Linked DNA regions of Astyanax mexicanus: region 1 is linked to region 2. The links are chromatin contacts, called in public Hi-C maps. All regions are on one chromosome and are shown on one strand. The core of a region is the stretch at or near the end of the contact, and the rest is flanking DNA. Distances in the headings are between cores, read along the strand shown.

The links. Hi-C and Micro-C count contacts between places; a contact is called where the count stands out from the background.
Region 1: a Hi-C map of muscle shows a contact between it and region 2, with 12 times the contacts expected there. The contact joins the promoter of sft2d1 here to the enhancer-like site in region 2. A contact is called at or near these places in 2 of 3 Hi-C or Micro-C datasets (both in muscle).

Annotation. Positions count from the first base shown.
Region 1 is chr7:3,643,246-3,649,328 of AstMex3_surface, reverse strand. It overlaps sft2d1 (SFT2 domain containing 1), which reads right to left and starts at 3,846. Exons shown (of 8, transcript XM_007238547.3): 1 at 3,690-3,846; 2 at 1,297-1,383. The coding sequence starts at 3,755.
Region 2 is chr7:3,582,365-3,588,062 of AstMex3_surface, reverse strand. No RefSeq gene overlaps it. Among protein-coding and RNA genes, the nearest start is that of rps6ka2, 7.5 kb to the left of the region's middle. Within about 2 kb of position 3,637, the one cell type or tissue checked has an H3K27ac peak away from gene starts, as active enhancers do.

The sequences.
Region 1 (6,083 bases), core at 2,597-5,096, 61 kb before region 2:
TGGCATTTTGACACACGTCAAATAAGTATTGGAACCCAGTGAAATCTATTATATACAGTGGAGAAAATAATTTGATTTTGCAAAGAATAGAGAGGTCTGTGATTTCTATTGAAGGTCCACTTTAACTGTGAGACAGAATCTTTAAAAAATCCAAAAAATAAAGTAATTTTTTTTATGACTTTTAGATAATAAATCAGCATTTTATTGCATAATATAAGCATTTGATACAATAGGAAAAAAAACGTCTTAATGTTTGGTTCAGAAATCTTTGTTTGCATTTACAGAGGTCAGACGTTTCCTGTAGTTCTTGACCAAATTTGCACAAATACTGCAGTGGGGATTTTGACCCTCTCCTCCACACAGATCTTCTCCAGATCTTTCAGGTTTCGGGGCTGCCGCTGGGCAACATTAACTTTTTTTGGGCTCAGGTCTGGAGACTGGCTATTCAACTTCAGGACCTTGAAATGCTTCTTACAGAGCCACTCCCTAGTTGCCCTGGTTGTGTGTTTCAGGGTCATCGTCATGCTGGAAGACCCAGCCACGACCCATCTTCGATGCTGTTACTGTAGGTAGGAGGTTGTTGGCCAAAATCTCACAATACATGACCCTGTCCATTCTCTCTTCAATACGGTGCAGTCATCCATTCCCATCCCTAAAGAAGGTTGTTTCCACCCCATGCTTCACAGTTGGGTTGGTGTTCTTGGGGATCAAGGTGCAACTAATACAAGTAATGAGTGCAGAATAGGAGGAATAGCTTCATAAAGAATAAGTAACAGGTCTGTCAGATCCATAATACTTGCTGGTTGGTAAACAAAATAATACTTTTTAATGCAATAAAATGCCAATTAATTATTTTTAAAGTATTTAGACTTTCTTGTTTTTTTTTTTTATTCTGTGACTCACAGTTGAAGTGAAAGTAAAATAAAAATACAGAACTGCCCATTCCTTTTTTTTTAAGGTGGGAGAACTGGCAAAATCAGCAGCATATCAAATGTTTATTTTACCATTGTATATGTATATATTTTTTTCTCCAAATTCTGTTTTTTAATTATTTTTGTGGTTAATCTAGCATTTTTGTCTTAATAGCTGACATACAGCTTAAGTGTCACTGTTGTCCATGTTTTCTGCATCAACAAAAACCAAAAGACCATAAACTATGTGTCAGAGAATGAAGGGTACAGGCTACTCTGTTGAACTATACACATATTAATTACACATTATTGTAATAATGTACTGATCTCCACTGCACCCAGTTACAGAAGCAACGAGGAGAACAGGGAGAGAGGGGGTACTCACGAGGATGGAGCAGAGAATCCCTGAAGCGAAACATATTACGAACCACTTGATCCGTGTGCTGTAACTGAGCGTGGAGGAATCCAGCACCTGTGGAGAACAATGGGAGGAAATCACACAGTCAAACTGTGCCCTGCTACACAATGACCCGAGAGTCTGAAGCATTCAAACATAAAAAACAGCCATTTAATACTTAAAAAAAAACACATTACATCCCACACAAAACAGAAAGTTAAAACATGCTTCACTAGACTTTTTATTCTTACAAACAATCTAGGAAATAACAACCACTACAAATGACATACAACACAGAATATTTACATAACCAGATAAGATAGTAAAAAAAAAAAGTAAAGGTAAGAAGTTTACAAATGATCATACAACATCCAAACAACAATTATACATAAAGCTAAGGCTGATTAAAGAACATGCACAGCAGTTCCAAGTTATTTGTATGAATGGTCCTGTACAATAGGGCTGCGTATAGTTTTTTTTATAGTTTTCAATACCAATATAATACTTTAAATTCAATATAAATACCGATAGCCAAGCAATACTTTTTTTAGATAGCTTTTTTTTATTGTAACCAAAAAATACATAAAGCAACAATTACTCTCACACAGCGTATTTATATAACCTCGATGTGTGCTCTCTTTATTGGCACAGTTATGTAAATAGTAATAGTATAGTAATGAGTTATTTCTGTCGATTCCTTTTTAGTATTAAATTTCGATACCCAGCACGACCTGTACATCTCTCTTATCTCTTAAGTTTTTTGACATCATACTCCTGTGGGTGTATTTCAACATATAAACTCATTCTAAATACAGCTCTGTGGTACTGATTTCTATTCAGAAGTCTTGGCCCTGACAAAGGACAATGTGAACTACAATTGAACTACAGAACAGAATTACAGGATAAATTTTACCCACAGATTTTAGACTCTATAAACTATAAATGGGGAGGTAAAATTATTATTGTAGGTTAACAATAATCTGCAATGGTATGAGTATGTCTTTGGTATCGCATCTAAATCAAATCACGCATGCCATAAACTCATAATGCTGTGGTCATAAGTGCATGTCTGACATAATAACTGTTTACTGTTGTTCAGGATTAATGGTGATGGTTCAAACTATCTCTATCTGTCAATAAATCAATCATAAACCTTGCAACTTAAGTGTCCTACTTTCTAGAGTCTAAACATGTACTTCACACTGTTTAAACACATTTCATAGCCAGGTTCACTCTTTCAACAAAGTCCCTCTAAAGTCTAAAGACTTTTTATACACTATACATATATAGAGATCATAACCTTACCTCTTATCATCCATCCTCTGAAAGCATGTAATGTTAGTGGCACAAATAATTGTTACATCAGGCAGACAGTGAAATTAAAATTAAAGTAGACACTTAATAATATATGTGTTAAAAGCGTAAACAAGAAACTGGTACATATACATTTGTTCACGCATTAAATGGTACTGTAATTCGTTAATTTATGTTAACTAGGTTAGATAGCTAATGTAAGTTATAGAGCAAACATAAATTGTAGTCTGACAGCTAGCTAGTTAATATCAGTAACAATTAAGATATGCTTTAGTTAAATGCTATCTATAGATAGACTTTGTGTAACACATACAACATGCAGCCGACATTGTAATCAAACAAACTGTACAAAAATCCATTGCTATCCTGCTGCCTATCTAAAAAAAAAAAACATTTTTTATAATTGAAACATGTAACAATAAAATAAAAATAAAAGTATTGAACTCATCCAAAACATGTTGTAAAGTAAAAGTGGTAGTAAAAAATAATAAGGTTACTCCAGTAAATAAAGATACAGTATTTTAGTACTTTAGTACAGTAAGTTAATGAGGTTAAAATAATACTCCAGTAGATACAGATACAGCATTTTAGTACTTAAGAAAAGTAGTGAAGTAAAAATAATACTCCAGTAGATACAGATACAGCATTTTAGTACTTAAGAAAAGTAGTGAAGTAAAAATAATACTCCAGTAGATACAGATACAGTATTTTAGTACTTAATTCACAGTGTAGAGAGTCAGTTAATCAAGCTAGCTTATCTAGGTAACGTTAACTTAGCTAACACTAGATTAATGCAGTGTACTATGATAGCATTGTGTCCGTTAAGAATAAATACAAACGTGAGTAAAGTTAATAAACGTCTGTCTGAAGTTTACAGTCAATGGCTATTTACTTAGCTTAGCCTATCTTAGCTTAGCGTAGCTGACCGTCAGTCTGCAGTGTAAACTAGCTGATTAGCATTAGCCGCGGCTAGCTGGTTGAGTTTCTCCGCACGTAGAGAAACAGCCGCGCTTAACTAAACACAGACCCCGGGAACTGAGCCGAGCTCACCCCGCGGAGAACCTCACCTGCGCGGTCAGACCCAGCTCCTCGTTGTCCTCCCGGCCGCTCAGAACTCGGCGCAGTTTATCCATGTTTACCTCAGTTCTGTAAACTCCGCTTTCTGACACTTCCTTAAACGCTCACTGAGCAACCATAGATAGACGCCTTATCACGGGCTCGAGCGTAATCCAGCGACGCCGCCATATTGGTTGGGTCTTTTCACTATAGGCTAGCACTATAGCAGCTTATAGCAGCACTATAGCAGCTTATAAATGAAGAGGTTACAGAAAAGCTTGACTTGATAATACAACTTTGAATTTTATGTTATTTTATGTTTACACTATTTCTCATATTTTATAAAGGTATTATTTCAAGAGAACTTACTAACTAGTTTGTATTAACTGCATTTCTATTTTTTTTTAGATAGACCTCTTTACAAAGCAAGGCCATATATACACGACGAAACAATATATGTATATAAACAGTTCTGAATAAATTTCTCTGATTTTGCTATTTATAGGTATATGTTTAAATAAAATGACAATTGTTGTTTTATTCTATAAACTACCCAGCTGGCATTTTGATTGGTTGGATTGATTGGATTTGGTGCTGATTTTGAAAAGTGAATGAACATTGTATGTTCAACCTTTAATAAACCAAAGCTCACTAAAAACTAAAAATCCTGTTGTTGAGAGTGTTTTAACAATTAACTTACATCACTGTAGTGATGCTGAGTATAAAGAATGTTACCCACCACTACCAATCTGTTTACTGAACATCTGATCTCAAAAACACAACAGTAAAACTAATAGAACATGAACATACCCCTAGATAATGAAGCACTATATTAAAAACCAATAACTGCAAATTGAATAAAAACTCTTTTCATTCCTTCATTCAACAGTTTTTTTCGTTTTGAAATGTAAAATACTTAATCAAAAGGCAGAAGGTTGAGGACATTATGTTGATTCAACGTTAACATTTCAATGTTTGCACAACCATTTAACATTTAAACAGACGTTACTTCAAACACATTCTAGCGTTGAAGGTCGGTTAAAAATCTGGTCAAATTGGTAGAGTTGTGACTATTATAGCTGTATCAGTACAAAATAATGCACTGGGGGCGCAGGGGAGACCCATCCAATATGGCGGCCACGCTGAAGGTCAGCACCGATAGGCGGCGTCAGTCTAAGAGACGTATGTGTATGTGAAGTTCTCCCTAAATCTGTTATCACAGCCCACTAACCGTCGATCCAGATGACTTACTGATCAGGCAAAAACAAGTGTACTAGTTAGGCCCAATCCTATTTCTAATTTGTACACCCTTGTTTTTCGTTTTCTGTTTTTTTGTCCATTCCTGCCAACTAAAAAAAATGATCAATTTTTTTTATTATTACGTAAACTGCTATCTCATTACTTTGATATACTATGTAATTATTTTTGAGATAGTAAGTAATAATTCAGAGATAGTAAGTCACAAATATCTAAACATATAAGATTTTACATAATTTACTTAACAATAAGAAAAAAAATGTGCCGGATTAAAAAAAAAAATGTTTAAATTAAATTACATTTTATTTATATAGCGCTTTTTACAACAAAATTGCCACAAAGCAGCTTTACAGAGAAAAATGGATCTACGCCTCTTATGAGCAGCACCATAATGAAGAATGAAGAAAGAAATGGGCTTCCACAGGATTCAATGTAATTGCAATGTACAGAAATATAACACAGCAAATTAATCAATCTCAACAAACAGACAACTAAAAAAAAAACTAAAATTATAGGGAGCACACCAAGGAAGTAAGGCAGTGTTTAGTGTTATTAAACATAGAGATAAGAGATTCCATAAATAAATAGCACAAATGTTACATAGCTACAAGTCAATCAGATTTATTCTACTGCCTTCTTCCACATTTCATAGTATAATGTCGATTTTAAGCTTAAATAATTAAAGGACATTCGGTCCATTGAATCATTTTCCATTAAAATGTTTCTCTGTTGAGTTAAAAAAACGGCTGTTGGCTATTAATGCAGAAGAAAAAAACATTTTAGCTACTACTTTGCTAAGTACAAGTTTATATACAGCGGTGTCACATGAAATCATTAGTCTTAAAGAAGGTGTTATATTAGCATTTGTGATTTTAGATACATTTTTCTTTTAAAGTTTCTTTCAAACTAGTCCTGAATGTAGTCTAGTCTAGATTTATTTCCTTAATACTGTTTATTTGGGTGAGTAAAGTGCTTTTGTTTATTTACAGTATAATTGAGGCCACCACCATCATGTTTTAATTAATGCGTATTCGCATAAATACACATTTATTACAACACAAATGTGTCAGTTTGATATTTTGACCACAAAATCAGTTTTTTTAAAGCTCCTACCTGAGGCGACACCAAACTGTGCCTGTAGAGGGAGG
Region 2 (5,698 bases), core at 2,388-4,887:
AAGCGTTTCAGTTTCATTGTCCAACCCCTGTAGGTCATATTTATTATGCAAAGATAAAGAAAAAAAATAGTTTTTACAGTGTAAAGGACAATACAAAAAATAATGTATATATTCTTTGTAAGAAATGACTGACTACATACATTGTGTCTAAATTGTATCTACACTACAGCCAATCAAATTAGCTGCAAGCAATCCAAAAAAGAGATTATGGGAGAGTCTGCTGAATGACTGCACTCTGTTCTGTAGTGGTGATAATAATAGCTTATCGTTCCATGCCATGGAACATGCATTACCCTTTCATGTAGTGCAGCCTATCAAAAAAGCAGCACATTCAGAGTGATGAGGTTTAATATCTTAGGCGTGTGTATAATCCCTATGTGCAGCTCAGCCACTCCGATTAGCTCACACTCTGCCTTCACCCAGAAATCCATGCATACGGTTCTTTAAATGAAGTTAAACTGAGAGAGATTAGAGCCACTGCAGAAAAGACTGGAAGAAGCTGAGAGTGAGTGAACATCAGGAAAGAACAGCAGGTTTTCAGACTAGAGTTTCTTCTTCGATATTCAGCTTATCTCATATGGCACAGCATTATGTAGCATTTTTACCCCCCAAAAATAGAAGCTTTAAAATCACAGTGATGAGAATACTGTCATGTCAGTGATATTGAACCCGTTCAGGCCTAATTTAGAACATTCCAATGTGGATGAGCATTATCCTGATGAAAAATGCCAGTTAAAATCCTGATCACGAGAAGCAGTATGTGTGTGCGCAAGACGCTCTGTGCATACTGTAAATACTGTATCACTGAGCTGTTGAAAGGGAGGTTAAACACTGGCCAGTAGTGCTGCAACTAACTAATAATTATTTTCATAATCGATTAATCTGTTAATGATTTTTTTCAAGGTAAAAAGCTAATTTAGATTTTTCAGCATTTTATTTAATAAACCAAACTGTATTTGTACTAATTTTGCAATTGTATAAGAAACACACAAACTACCATTATTCTAAATATTAAGAATTAACCTGACAGCTATATAAATTTTATTATCATTATTTAATAACACAACAACAGTGTCTGTAATGTAAATATACACTTGACTGCGATCCTCGAACACTTCCACACAATGTCAGTCAGAAAAGTTTAAAAAAAAAAATTTATTATGGAAAATGTTTGGATTAAGAATAAGTTTACTAAAAATGAGACATGTCTTGTTTAAGTGCTCGAGCAAGCACTGAGTGACAAACAAAAAATAATAATTTGTCATTAATGTTAGCTTGAATAAAACTACAACTTGTTTTGGAACTACTGGTCAAGCTGCCACAATTAAGGTGGAATTTAAGGTGGTAGTGAAAACTCGGAGGGGGGATGCTAATGCTAACTTGTTTGCTCAATGTGAATGAGATTTAAATGTACTAAAAAGTAGGATCCTTGTTGAACTACTCTAGCAGGCTCCAGTAATACTCAGCAAGGTGGGTGATAGTGGGCACCAGATGGATGTGGAATTACATTAGTTTTCAGTTTTGTGGTTATTTAACATTCCTCAATCCACAGGCATAACCACCTACAGTGGACAGCGCAGTGGGTGGTAATGATCATGACTGGTGGTATCTGCCTGGAATTGTGCATACAAAAAGCAACACCAGGCCAGACAAATCACTCGCTTATCACTTTTCAATTTTATATAAGAATATTAAAATGTTCTGCTAACCAGGTTCTGCTTTGTGGTTCTTATATATGCAAATGATGAATTACGTGATGAGTGTCAGTAGGAACAATAGCAGTGAGACAGCAGATGACACTGTCACCGCACTGTCTGCCAGACGCTCGTCCATACGGGTTATCTTGTCAGACAGTTGCAATGGAGCTTCCATTCATATTGAGAGTAATCCATCAGACATGAGAGTGTCAGGAGTCCTGCTGTTTAATTCAGTCTGTCTGCAGCAGAGCCTCTCTATCCCTCTCTCTCTCTCTCACTATCTCTCTCTGTCTCTCTCTCTCTATCCCTTTCTCTCGTACTATCTCTCTCTGTCTCTCTCTCTCTCGCACACACACTGTCTCTCTTGTGCTTTTTCTCTCTCGCTCTGTCTCTTTCTCTATCCCTCTTTCACACACTCTCTTTCTTTTCCTCTATCTCCATCCCTCTCTCTCTTTCTCTGTCTCTCTTTCACTATCTCTCTCTCTCTTGTGCTTTTTTTCTCTCGCTCTGTCTCTTTCTCGATCCCTCTCTCACACACTCTCTCTCTTTTCTCCCTCTTGCTCTCTCTCCATCTCTATCCCTCTCTCACACACTGTCTCCATCTCTATACCTCTTTTTTTCTCTATCCCTTTTTCTTTCTCTCTCTCTCTCCATCACTGGTATAAGCTAGGACAGCTCTTGTTCTCATTGTAACTCTAAAACATCTCTGCCCATTCTTGCCCATATCACTCCTCCTGCAAATACAGTCAAAGTTTATGGCGTGTGGTTCTGATGCAGGTGCTTCTGTGCTGTTTTCTAGTTCACAGAAGGATTTGTTGGGAGATCTGAAAGGCTTTGTGTCATTGTGTGTAGTTTAATGGGGAGGGATTAGCAGAGGTTAACTAGATTTTCTAGCACTGCACAGAGAATTAGTGTTTCTGGGTTCTGTGATTTTCAAAGCCAGCCCAAATGAATAGAAAATAGAACATTGTTACAGAGGTTTAACACAGTGTCGGGTCATAGCTTTTCACTGTCGCTAACTACCGGTAAATACATATTTGTTCAACAGTGAGGAGTCGTTATTTTCACACTGATCTATTATTTAACCCTTTTGTTGCATGATTTTACTCTAGGGGAAGAAATTAATTTGCCTCACACTGACCTGGTAGATATTTGACATTTGGTAGAAATATAAATGTACATTATGTGTCATCATCTGGAGTTTTACAGTAAATCAAATCTTATAAAAACATAAAAATGACAAAAAACTGTCAAGATTACATCTGCACAATTTATTGTTTCAGCTTAGTCATTCAATGCATAATCCATCACTGTCAGCTCGAACCCTAGGCAATTGACTGGTTTGCTTGCCTTGTTGCAATGGGGCTGAACATGCAGTAAGAAATGCTGGTAAAAAAGCTGAACTTATTATTTATTTTTTTTGTCATTGTAATCCAAGCAAAGATGATACGTAGACAGGATTAACAGTGGAATGGCTTGGTTTAGATGTCTAACAATGACAAAAATCAGACATAGAATAGCATGTTTATGGATCATTGTTGATGAAAATGCCCTTTAAAACTTAAGAAAATAAAAGTTCATATTCATAAAGTTTTAATAGTTCAGAAATCAATATTTGGTGGAATAACCCTGGTTTGTTTTTTAATCACAGTTTTCATGTATCTTGGCATCATGTTCTCCTCCACCAGTCTTACACGCTGCTTTTGGATAACTTTATGCTGCTTTACTCCTGGTGCTCCACCCAGGGTTAGGAGATGATTCATCATGGCTGGCCTTATCCACCCTCCACCCGCTCTCCACCCACCACCGGCACTGATACAGCCCAACACACAGCTCCAATCTCTACTCAACTGTGAGAGAGTAGCCAGAAGAAAGGGCTTCAAAAGGCGGCCGGGGCAGCTTTCAGCCACAGCCATTATCTTCCCAGCCGGCTCTCATCAGCTCACACGGTTTAAAAGCCATCGGGCTGCATCCAGCTACCTCATCTGAACGAACAGAGGAAGAGGATGGTCAGCGATGACCCACTTCATTTACGGATCACATGGCAGGCCTGCAGGCTAGCCTAGCGTCAGTGCTACTGCTACAGGCTAAGAGAGGAAACACAAGACGAGTTACTGATGATCTTCAGACCAGATCAGTGTTATAATTTGTGTATAAACTCATTTCATCACCAGCTGTCAATGTTAATGAGGGGCTCAAGCAGTTTTATAATTACTAATCAATTCAATTCGCCTACCTGAGACGATGAGTTTCTTTGATTTTACCAAATTGAAAACCTCTGGAATATAATCAAGAGGAAGATGGATGATCACAAGCCATCAAACCACCAAACTGAACTGCTTGAATTGTTGCACCAGGAGTAAAGCAGCATAAAGTTATCCAAAAGCAGTGTGTAAGACTGGTGGAGGAGAACATGATGCCAAGATGCACGAAAAAAAAAAAAAAAAGATTAAATCCAGGGTTATTCAACCAAATACTGATTTCTGTTACTCTTAAAACCTTATGAATATGAACTTGTTTTCTTTGCATTATTTCAGGTCTGAAAGCTCTGCATCTTTTTTATTATTTTAGCCATTTCTCATTTTCTGCAAATAAATGCTCTAAATGACGATATTTTTATGTGGAATTTGGGAGAAATGTTGTCTGTAGTTTATAGAATAAAACAACAATGTTCATTTTACTCAAACATAAACCTATAAAAAGCACAATCAGAGAAACTGATACAGAAACTGAAGGGGTCTCTTTTATTTTTTTCCAGAGCTGCCTATTCATATATATATATATATACACACACTGTATTATCCCTTTTTTCCACAAGGCCAAATATCACCATCAGTATACAGACTGAATATGCTGTATATCATCTCTGGAGTTGAACTTTAAGAACTTAAAGAACACACAATAAAAACATATTTACTCGCTGCTGGAGACACACTCACCAGAGAGCTCTCACATACAGGGTTCGCTCCACTGAACACAATCAGCACAGTGCAGCTGAAAGTCAAGGACGCTGCAGTGAAGGAGCCGAGCAGCGAAGGACAAACGATTGAGTGCTTTTAAATTCAGCCTTCGCTTAAGAGCTGCTGCTGCTTTCACCGGTCTGATGACGAATATCTCAGTTTAGGCAGAACGTGGCTGAGAACAGAGCTGATCGAAACTCACAGACCCAACATCACTCATTTATTTAATGAGCAAGAACAGGAACAGGTGGATCAATACTGAAACATAGATGCCTCCAATCAAAGTGTTACTTTATGAGAATTGATTCTCACACATATTACAATATTGACTCCATTTTTTTTTACTAGCAGTGAACTTAGTATCTATCTGTATGTATAGAACTGAAGTTGTAAAATAAAAAAGAACATTGTTTTTTTTTTAACAAATAGTTATAGCACAAAAATCAATGTATATAAAGCTCTGGGAAAACATGAAAAGACCACTTCAGTTTCTGAATATGTTTCTCTGATTTTGCTATTTATAGTTACTGTATATGTTTGAGTAATGAACATTGTTGTTTTATTCTACAAACTACAGACAACATTTCTCCCAAATTCCAAATAAAAATATTGTCATTTAGAGCATTTATTTGCAAAAAATGAGAAATGCCTTCAATAACAAAAAAAAGATGCAGTTTGAGTTTTGAGATGAGTTTTCAGACCTCAAATAATGCAAAGAAAAAAAGTTCATATTCATAATGTTTTAAGAGTTCAGAAATCAATATTTGGTGGAATAATCCTGGTTTTAATCACAGTTTCATGCATCTTGGCATCATGTTCTCCTCCACCAGTCTTACACGCTGCTTTTGGATAACTTTATGCTGCTTTACTCCTGGTGCAAAAATTCAAGCAGTTCAGCTTGAATTTTCAATTATCAGGATATCTGTCCATGACCAGAAATTCAGGAGAAGGTGGGTCATACAGCAAGACAATGACCCTCAGCACACAAGTCACTCTACCGAAGAATGGTTGAAGGTCAAAGTTCTGACCTTAATCCAATGA